Regions from separate parts of the Sus scrofa genome. Here regions 2 and 3 are each linked to region 1. A link is a contact called in public HiChIP or PLAC-seq data. All regions are on one chromosome and are shown on one strand. The core of a region is the stretch at or near the end of the contact, and the rest is flanking DNA. Distances in the headings are between cores, read along the strand shown. Region 1 overlaps TCF12 (transcription factor 12). Region 2 has its middle 51 kb from the start of CGNL1. Region 3 has its middle 33 kb from the start of CGNL1.

Region 1 (3,442 bases), core at 49-2,548:
GTAAAATTGGCTAAAAAGTTATAAAGAACAATGGAATTATTTTAAATCCTTTTTTGTTTAAGCATGGAATAAACATTAAGATACAAAGGTTGCTTGATTATTTTTATTTATTTATTTTTGTCTTTTTGCTATTTCTTGGGCCGCTCCCCCGGCATATGGAGGTTCCCAGGGTAGGGGTCCAATCAGAACTGTAGCCACCGGCCTACACCAGAGCCACAGCAACACAGGATCCGAGCCGCATCTGCAACCTACACCACAGCTCACGGCAACACCGGATCGTTAACCCACTGAGCAAGGGCAGGGACCGAACCCGCAACTTCATGGTTCCTAGTCAGATTCGTTAACCACTGCGCCACGACGGCAACTCCTGCTTGATTATTTTTAGAGAATACATATGCACCATGTTTTCTCCTGAAATGCAGCCAAAGATGAAGAGATAATTCCTAGTTCTGTAATCTGTTGAACTGCTGTAAAAATGAAATGTCTTTGTTTCTAAGTTTTACCAATGTAAGATTGGGGAGACATGGAGATATTAAATGGGAAAACACATTAAATTCCGAATCTAAGGAACAGCAGCAGTGCAATGTAGATGTGAATGTTTTCAGATACAATTTCAAAAAGCAATTATTAAATAAAATGTCTCAGAGAATTGGTATTTAGGTTTTGAGCTACGTATGATGAATATCTTGGTATGCATTCTATATGTGGCATCATTTTTTGATAAATGATGAAAATTGATTAAATGAATTTTCTTAACCTCTTCTGTTTATTCATCCCAAATTTCTACCTATCTACTTATTCGACTCTCATATTGAATCCTCTTTTTAGTATTCTCTCTGTGCATTGTGATGGCTGAAAGGCACTGTTTTTGTATAAATCTTCTCATCTTTGTCTGTGTGTTTATATTTAACTTGTGAATTTGATTTTGGGAGAAGGAATGGATAACATGGGGAAGGGTTGCTGCATCCTGGACGATTTCATCTCGGGTTCTAGTCTCAAGAAGTCATTTCTAAAGCCTATTCAGATTGCCCAGTTCTGACTGTATGCTCTTATCAAATATAATGAGATCCTTTATTGGCGCCTTAGCAATTCTGCAGGAATTATTGATTGGGAAGATGCTTACACTTCTGAGCTGGTCACAGGAAGTTGGTGCAGAGTTAAGATGGAGTAAGTGATGAGATAAAGGCTGGGTTAGAAAAGTGATTACAACTGGGAACTTGCTAATCACTGACTTTTGTAGGGATCCTCTGGTTTATCACTAATCTTACTCACACTTGGCATTTTCCTAGGCCACTGCCTCATCATTCATAGCTGTTTGAGTAATTTGGCACAGAGTGAACAAGAGGAGGGCATAGAGAGTCCAGCAGCTGTGCTTGTTGGCACTAGATTTTTAAACGTCTTCAATGTAGCCAGCAGCGTGCTTGGCACAAATGTTAGCCAATAATACTTAAACAAATTGTTATGGAGAAAATAGGCAAGCATTTATGTTAAAAACCCTCTCTCTTTCCTGCCCTTTTAAAAAAAAAAAATCTGTAAGTTTGAACAGGTTGCTACCAAAATAAAGTCTCTAATTCTGATAGCATGGTCCTAGGTTCTTTCAGACAAGAATTTCCAACTACTTTATAAGCATTAATTAAACTGTGCAAGTCTCTGTGAGGTACATGTTATTGAGGTGGTTTTTCTAAAAGAGTGAGTGGGAACATTGATGTTATGTGACTTGTAATGTGCCCAGCTCATTCAGTGAGAGTGGCAAGAGCCAAGACATGAAGCCAGTAATGAGAATTCCTAAGTTTCGGCTTAGATATACCCAGTGTATTACAAATTTCCCCACTTTGTAGTATAGTATTTTGTTTCTCCAAGTAGTTACATTCAAAATGTATGTAACATTTGTTAATATTCAACCACAAAAGGGGAGGAAAAGCTTCTCCATAAGTAAAGAAATTAGGTAATTCATGAGTTTTCAAAGATACCCAAAGGAGTGGAGGATATTCTGCTCATATAACTCTGATCAAATATAGATTTGTGCCCAAATATTTGCCTATATAAGGATTTCATATGGTTTACCTGAAAATTAAATATGGAAAAGTTGTCATGATTTATATATTGAAATACTTCATTTTGGAATATAGTTACGTTGATCTAGGTAATTTTTGAAACATCCAGGAATTCTTTCTCTAGGTTAAGCCTTTATTTTTTTAGAAAATGTATAATGCTGCCCCTTCTTTGGCCACGCCCACAGTATGTGGAAGTTTCCAGGCCAGGGATTGAGCCTGTGCCACAGCAGCTACCTGAGCCACTGCAGTGACACCACCAGATCCTTAACCCACTCTGCCACAAGGAAACTCCTAATGCTGCCCATTTTAAAATACAGTGATGGAATTTTTTTATTTAATAGATGGTGAATTTGAATTTGAATGTTAGTCAGTATGCTTAAATGAACATTGAAATAGTATTGACTTTCAGAAAAATGGGGAAACGATTTGTTCTCATTTGTGCTTTTACTCATGAAGTCAGCAATTACTTCTTGAGTAGTTTCTATTCATTGAAAATACTAAACTTTGCTGGAAATTTTCAGGTATTTAGTGGACTACTGCAGAAATAAATGCTGAGCCAGCTACATCTTCATTAATGTCTTTTTCTCTGTTCATTTCCTCATAAAAACATTATTTTTCATTGGTAGGAAAACAGCACATATAATTAAGAGAGTATTATAGGGCAGGTTCTCCAGCCAGCAAATTAAGATCTTTACAGGAGATCTTCAAAATTTACTGTCCTGTCTCACAGCTTCCTTCAGTCACTCCTTGGTATTAACAGACTGTCTAGTAGGATGAAAAATGTAACTAGCAGTACTACCAGCGTGTAAGTAAACTACCTTTCCCAGTGCCTTGCACACATGTAATAGTCAGCAGTTTCCCCTAGCAACCTTAAGACTTTGAGAGTGAATAAGAGAAAGTGGAAGAGTCCTACACTGCTGTGTACTCCAAGGGAGGTTCAGCAAAGCATCTGGGGAGTTCATGAGCCAAAGTTGGTCAACAGAGTAATGCCATGTCTCCCATGAAGGGGTGTGCTCTGGGTTCCCCAGCATACCCTGTCAGGTGTGTCAGAAGCAAGGGAGCTTCAGTGCAAAAGCAGTCATGGGTTTCAGAGCAGGGCAGCTGGAGCAATTCCTCAAAGAAATTGACCTCAGAGAGTCAGTTACATTCCCCACAGCAGGAATTCTGCAAGGTGTGCTCTCATGGCCGGCACAGCAGTTATTTTTTTTAATTGCTTTTAACATATACACACAAATCAATCACTGCTTAGATTAGGAAACTGAGGCCCAGAAAGATGTGATCCGAATAAATACTTTTCTAACAGACACTGAAGCAAGCATAACATCATCATGTGCCCTTTGTAAGAACCGAAAAGAATAGCAATTACCTGTAAGTGAAACTGGCATAAC
Region 2 (3,597 bases), core at 516-3,015, 130 kb after region 1:
ACTAGTAACCATGAGGTTTCAGATTCAATCCCTGGCCTTGTTCAGTGGGTTAAGGATCTGGTGTTGCCGTGAGCTGTGGTGTAGGTTGCAGGCTCGGCTCAGATCCCAAGGTGCTATGGCTATGGCTGTGGCCATGGCCAGCGGCTACAGCTCTGATTCAACTCCGAGACTGGCATCTTCCATATGCCGTGTGTGTCGCCCTAAAAAGCAAAAAAAAAAAAAAAAAAAAAAAAAAAAAAAAGTCATTTCAAAACCTTTTTTTTTTTTTTTTTTTTTTTTAGGACTGTACGTACCCTCAGCATATGGAAGTTCCTAGTCTAAGGGTTTTATCAGCTATAGCTGCCGGCCTATGCCATAGCCACAACCACGCGAGATCCAAGCCATATCTGTGACCTCTATACCACAGCTCACGGCAATGCTGATCCACAACCCACTGAGCGAGGCTAGGAATTGCACCAGTATCCTCGTGGTTACTAGTTGGATTTGTTTCCGCTAAGCCACAAGGGAACTCCTCAAATGTTTATGGCAAAATAAAATTGCTATTTGATGTGGGATTTGAGCTCGTTTAATATATTTGATATATTTTATATATATACATATATATACACAGATGGGTGTGTGTATATATATACACACATATATGTATAGACCTGATGGAAAGGTCTTAAAGACCTGAAGGTGTAACATCCTGAGTTCCTTCAAGTTCAGTTTCTTTCATTTAATACTTTTTCCTTCTGTGGTTTCTTGATAGTTTTGGGAAGATACTCAACCATGTCTTCCCCTCTGGAGGACAGGACCACTGGTGTATCTCTGAAGCTCTCATCTGCCTAGGCTGTGAGGACCCCCAGAGACAGCATGGGGTTTTTTAGACGCTCCAAAGAAACTACTTTTCCCCTGCTCCCAGGGTGAGGTCTTCCTTTTCTATCCCTTGCAGCCCTTTGATAATTGTTGCTTTCTCCTATTTCTCTGGCCTTTTTTGGGACCTTTCCTACAAGCCTGAGTCTTTTCTCCTGGACAGCTGGTCCTGGTTGGACCAGTGCTGGGGACAGGCTCTTGTCCTGAAATACACCCAACCATCAACCATGGTGCATTTTCTCTGTCGTCTGGTTACTCCCAGCAACCACACTCAGTTCAGTGAACTTGGGTAAGTTTCAAAGCGGCCCAGCAATGAACTCCAGCCCCTGCCTTGCAGGGCCATGGCATTAGGATGTCCTGCCTGTGGGACCACCGCACACTCAGGCTCCAGTCCCAGGGGCCCCTCCTGACACCTCCATCATTTCAGGCTGAGCCACCACACCCATGCACGTCAGACCGCCCCCAGGCCATCTCACCTCCCCCTCATTAAAGCCTGCGCTGAAAAGAGCAGGGTTGTTTTCCAGACTCTGTCATCAGGGAGGTATTGATCAACACTGATAGTGCGAGGAGCTTGATCTCACCCCAACTGGCAGAGATTAATTAGCTTGATTCCCAAGCATAATCCCTAATTAGGGGCAGGAAGAAAGGAAAGAAAACACAAAGCAACTATTCTGTCCGGGGGCGGGGGGTGCAGGAAGGCGAGGAAGAAGCAGGTAAACACGTCCCAGCACCTGAGTGCCTCCTGCCTACTCCTGGCCAGCCCCTGAGCACAAAGAGTGCTGAGGAGGGGGTGCCTTAATGCAAGGATATGCTTTTAGTTTCTTTGCTTTGCATCCTCCCTAGCAACACACTGGAAGGTGCAATTAAGCAGGATGCTTTGAAGTGCCTGCTCTAGGCTTGCACTGCCCCCTGGGGGCTGAGGCTGCCAGCAGGGGAGAATTCAGCTCCCCTAGACTTCGAGAAAGGTTGGATGAGGAGAGGCTAATCACCCTGAGACCTGAGTAGAAGTAGTGAAATGATCCGGTTTCCTGCAGCCGGGAAGCAGGTGTCATCTTACTCTATTACAAAGCATTTCTAGAGCTTTCCAGTGAGGACTGGCGGGTGGTGGGGGGACAGCTGGACGAAGGAGGAACCTATGACTTAACAGCTGTGAGATTTGGCCAATCCAAACTTAACCCCTCCAGAGAGTTCCTCTTGAGGCTAACAAACCCGACTGTTAACCATGAAGACTCCGGTATGATCCCTGGCCTCGCTCAGTGGGTTAAAGATCAGGCCTTGCTGTGAGCTCTGGTGTAGGTCAAAGAAGCAGCTTGGATCCCACGTTGCTGTGGCTGTGGTGTAGGCCGGCGCTTCAGCTCCAATTCGACCCTCTCCATCAGCCTGGGAACCTCCATATGCTGCGGGTGCGGCCCTAAAAAGACAAACAAAACAAAACAAAACAAAATTTAACCCTTCTGAACTTCAGTTTCCTCTTCTATAAAATGGGGATAATTTATAATCATATTAGTTCACATAACAGTTATGAGAATTAACTGATGTGTTCAGAGGTACATGGCACCCAGGGGGCACTTTCTAACCCACCTGACAGAAGCAAACCATGGGTGCAACAAATCAAAAAATGGCCGTTAAGAAAATAATCGCTAAAAAAAAAAAAAAAAAAAAGGAGTTCCTGTCGTGGCTCAGGGGTTAACGAACCTGACTAGCATCTATGAGGCTGCGGGTTCAATATCTCTCAGTGGGTTAAGGATCCCAAGCTGCTGAGAGCTGTGCCGCCATAGGCCGGCAGCAAGCGCTCCAGTTAGACTCCTAGCCTGGGAACCTCCATATGCTGCCAGTGCTGCCCTAAAAGACAAAAAGACAAAAAAAGAAAAGAAAAGAATTGTTTATGTTTTTTGGATGTGATTGTTTTTCTAAAGTCCTTGTCTGTTAGAGATACTGCCTTGTTTGCAGAGGTAATGATGGGATGTCTGGTAGTAGCTTCAGTGTCGGGTGGTGGGGGTGGGATGAAAGGGTTTAGATGGAACAGGATTGGCTGAATTGATCATTGTCAAACCTGGGTGACAGATACATGGGAGTTCGCTATGTGCTTTATTTTGAGATGTTTGACGTTTTTCATGACACTAAGTTGAAAGAGGGAGGAGAGAAAGGCAGGAAGGAAAGTAAAAAGATTCCATTCTAGTGTCCTTTCTGAAACCTTCCCTGACCCCACATCTGCAGGGGGATGGAGGGTGTTTTCTGCTGAGCCAGAGCAGTGAGGTCTGAGAGGAGACAGGAGGGAGCTCCAAGAAGCAGCCTCAGGCTGCAAAGTCCCTCTGGGAACCTTAGAGAGAGACAGCAGGACAGGGAGACAATGGAGCCTAGCCTGGGTGGTGCCCGGGATGACATCAGGTGGCCAAGGGTCATGGGACCAGAAGGGAGGGAGGCCATAGCAGAGAGAACATTGACAGCTGTGGAGGAGGAAGCAATGTGAGCCAACTTCCCTAAGGAAAGGGTGGCAGGGCCAGCGAGCTTGGGCGGTGGCAGGGTGCTCCAGGATGAGAGTGGGGGTTTTTATGTTTGTTTGTTTGTTTTTTGTCTTTTTGCCATTTCTTGGGCCGCTCCTGCGGCATATGGAGGTTCCCACGCTAGGGGTCGAATCGGAGCTGTAGCCACTGGCCTACACCACAGCCACAGCAACTTGGGATCCGAGCTAAGTCTGCAACCTACACCACAGCTCACAGCAATGTTGGATCCTTAACCCAC
Region 3 (3,112 bases), core at 215-2,714, 150 kb after region 1:
AGGCATTTTTAAGGTGTGAAAATGTCAGCTCAGCCTGGATGCTTCCAGGAGGAACCGTGAAGAGAGGAAGCAAGAGGCTATTTCCAAATCTCAGGTCCAGAAAATATCTTTTTGCTGCAAAAAGGAACAAAAATGCCAGTAGTTCCCAGTACCACCCCCTACACACACACACTTCATAAGCATCAAATCCAAACCCCCAGACGGATGGTGCTGGGGAAGCAGACAGAATGTTTGGTCTCTACCATCTTCCTGGCAGACAAAATACTTTAACCTTGACAGGGAGCAGGACACAAAATCCGTGTGTGGAGTTGGGCAACATCGCACAGTGTGACTGACCCTCTAAGTACGTGGCCGTGGTGGGCACAAAGCCTAGTGTTGGGATTACATTTCATCCACAAAACTGACCCCACTCCCTTTCTAAATTATCATCACACATAATTTTACGTTATTTTCAAAATCACCAATGTATTAATACTTTAAATAACTGGTGTAGTGTTTCACCAACTACTTCCTATCACACTTAAAGTGGGGAAAGCCTCAGCCAATTAGTAAAATGAAATCTGAATTACATCTATCAAACTAAGCAGTTTTATTGCTCCAAGTGCATGTAGAAGGTTAGGCGAGATAAATCTCAGGCAGGAAAACTCCTTTGGGATCTTTAATGAAGACAGGAAAATGGTTTATTGTTAGCTTATCAGTTAGTGCATGGAAATGGAAGATTTTTCAGTTCTGGAAAACCCTGCTCGTTCTCGGCTGCAGTGACATCTTGTTTATACCATCATCTGCTCAGCCCACTCCACCCTCATCATTTCCACCAAAGTAGACGTCAGCCTCGATTCTGCAAAATATCACCCATTCCAAATTGCTGCATTTAAGTAAATTCTTGATATGTTATCCTGCTTTAGTCCAGGCTCTCAAAATGCTTTTTAAAGAAACCTACTTGGACCCGTGGCAACAGGCGTTTCTGCTGTTTTCTTTTTGAAGATAAGTGGCAGAAAATGTCAAGGCTGTGGCTTCATGACTTGTCTGGGCTCCCAGACTCTCCATCAGTTACTGGGCGAGAATCCCCTCTGCTCATGGCTCAGGGCTTGAAGGAGAAGCTAGAGTTGCAGGAGGCTGCTCCAGGAGCCCCCTCAACCCTGCATAATTACAGCACAGAAATGGCTATGCATGACCACCGCCCAACTGTGACTCGAACCCGGCACCCAACAATGGCCCCGAGTGTGCCTGTGCGTCTGAGTCACAGGCAAGGGGAAACAGGGACTTGTGTTTCTCATATATCCCAAGGCCGCCTTCTAACATGACCGGGCCCCAGAAGCACAGAACCCCATGGCTTTTTGGCAATTAAATGGTTTTCACACTTCTATTTTTAAAAGCCTTGGAAATGAGTAACCTGGGGGATCAGGGTGGTTGGGTGAATGTCTTGCCAAAGTTCTCCCAGTCAGAGGCCCTGACTGGCAGGGGTCCCAAAACAACTGTGAAACCAAAATGCCACGACAGGCCTGCTCCTCAGATGATAAAAACAGAGACATGGGAGACACCCAGGCCCACACAGTCTGCCCTACGTGGCCACAAAGAGTGTGTTCTAGCCTCTGGTCTCCAGCTGGTCCAGACTGTTGTCCTGCTGCTTTGCATGGGTAGGTAACACTTTCCCCTGTGGGATTCTGCTGCAGTGGGTTCCCAGGAAGCCAACCCAGCCAGAGAGGAGGTCCATGCAGGGGTTGGGGTGGGGGGAGGGGTGTTAGGGGAGTTCTTGGATTGTACATCCTGGAAGGAAAGGGAAGAGGGTTTTTTGCTTTTTTTTTTTTTTTTTTTTTTTACGTGCACACATTTTATTTTTTTAGCAGAACAGGTCATCTGTGAGACCTAAGCTACCTTTTCAGTCACAGGATATGCCAGGAATTCTTGTCACTGAAGTTCCTCAGTAATACTGTTAAAAATCCAAGGATTTTCTATGACTTCCTTATCCAACAAATAAGTAGGCTTAGACTATTTTATCTGAAAACACTTAAATCCAATTCTGGAATTCAAATCTAATCAACATATCTCTGTATTGTAACAGAGTGAATTTTTCAGTGAGAACTTCAGACATCTGTCTTCTTTTATATTACACCAACATATATTTTAAAAAAATATTCCTCCTTACTTTCAAGACATAAAAGTCATAGAATTTTCCTTTCTCTAGGAGGCATGGGTGGAGGGAGGAGTGTAGCTGGGGAGCATCTCAGCAGACCTTCTTGGGTATTCTGAGGTTGGGTGACCCCTCAGAGCAGCAAAGGGTCAGAGAGGGTCAGAATTTTATAGCTCCATGCCAACCAGGCACTGGTGTGGTTCCTGAAAGGGGGTGTGTGTGATGTGGGGGTGCCTCTGCCACCTACAGCAAAGCTAGATTTTAACCCACTGAGCAAGGCCAGGGATGGAATCCACGTCCTCATGGATACCAGTGGGGTTTGTTACAGCTTCCCCACCGTGGGAACTCTCTGTAGCATCTCTTTTAAAAGCTTAGGATCAATGTGGAAGTTCTTATCTTCCCAGTGGGGCCTGGCAACAAAGTGGGGCCTGCGGGAGAAACCCGGGATGAGAAGCCCCTGGGGAAGGGAGTCACATAAGGGGAGGAGGAAGGGCAGGGAACCGTGAAAGAGAGGCAAGAGTGAGCGAAGGTGTCTAGTTTTTCTTTAGGAGGATGAGGCGTGAACTGCGCATGCCAGGAGGAACACCTGAGCCCAAGTACACAGGATTTGCAGTTAGAAGAGCCACGGGAGAGACAACGACTCCACCTGACCTGCCACGGACCGGACGTGCCCGAAGCGCGGGGGCGTGGCCACCAGTGCAGAAGCAGTAGGGGCTGGAGCTTGAGCGCTTGGAAGGAAACAGTGAGAGGGTGCTGCTGACTTTAATCCCTCTCCTGGGGCTGTTCATGCTTCCTCTCCCTCCTACGCCCCTCCCTCCCCTCCCTTGATTTTTTGTTTTTTTTGTTTTTTTTTTTGTCTTTTTTGTCTTTTGTCTTTTGTTGTTGTTGTTGCTATTTCTTGGGCCGCTCCCGCGGCATATGGAGGTTCCCAGGCTAGGGGTCTAATCGGAGCTGTAGCCGCCGGCCTACGCCAGAGCCACA

Evidence for each region. HiChIP or PLAC-seq counts read pairs in DNA pulled down with a chosen protein or histone mark.
Region 2: an H3K27ac HiChIP or PLAC-seq map of skeletal muscle shows a contact between it and region 1. The contact joins two enhancer-like sites. A contact is called at or near these places in 19 of 47 Hi-C or Micro-C datasets (brain, embryonic fibroblasts, epiblast stem cells and 10 more) and 2 of 2 datasets of contacts at active chromatin or transcription factors (alveolar macrophages and skeletal muscle).
Region 3: an H3K27ac HiChIP or PLAC-seq map of skeletal muscle shows a contact between it and region 1. The contact joins two enhancer-like sites. A contact is called at or near these places in 6 of 47 Hi-C or Micro-C datasets (embryonic fibroblasts, fibroblasts, mesenteric adipose tissue and 3 more) and 1 of 2 datasets of contacts at active chromatin or transcription factors (skeletal muscle).

The regions. Positions count from the first base shown.
Region 1 is chr1:114,810,602-114,814,043 of Sscrofa11.1, reverse strand. All of the region lies in intron 5 of TCF12 (transcription factor 12), which reads left to right. Among named protein-coding and RNA genes, the nearest start is that of CGNL1, 180 kb to the right of the region's middle. Within about 2 kb of position 1,298, at least 13 of the 83 cell types and tissues checked have an H3K27ac peak or open chromatin away from gene starts, as enhancers often do. A contact at or near this core is called in skeletal muscle, where this site is marked.
Region 2 is chr1:114,677,574-114,681,170 of Sscrofa11.1, reverse strand. No RefSeq gene overlaps it. Among named protein-coding and RNA genes, the nearest start is that of CGNL1, 51 kb to the right of the region's middle. Within about 2 kb of position 1,765, at least 13 of the 83 cell types and tissues checked have an H3K27ac peak or open chromatin away from gene starts, as enhancers often do. A contact at or near this core is called in skeletal muscle, where this site is marked.
Region 3 is chr1:114,659,348-114,662,459 of Sscrofa11.1, reverse strand. No RefSeq gene overlaps it. Among named protein-coding and RNA genes, the nearest start is that of CGNL1, 33 kb to the right of the region's middle. Within about 2 kb of position 1,464, at least 10 of the 83 cell types and tissues checked have an H3K27ac peak or open chromatin away from gene starts, as enhancers often do. A contact at or near this core is called in skeletal muscle, where this site is marked.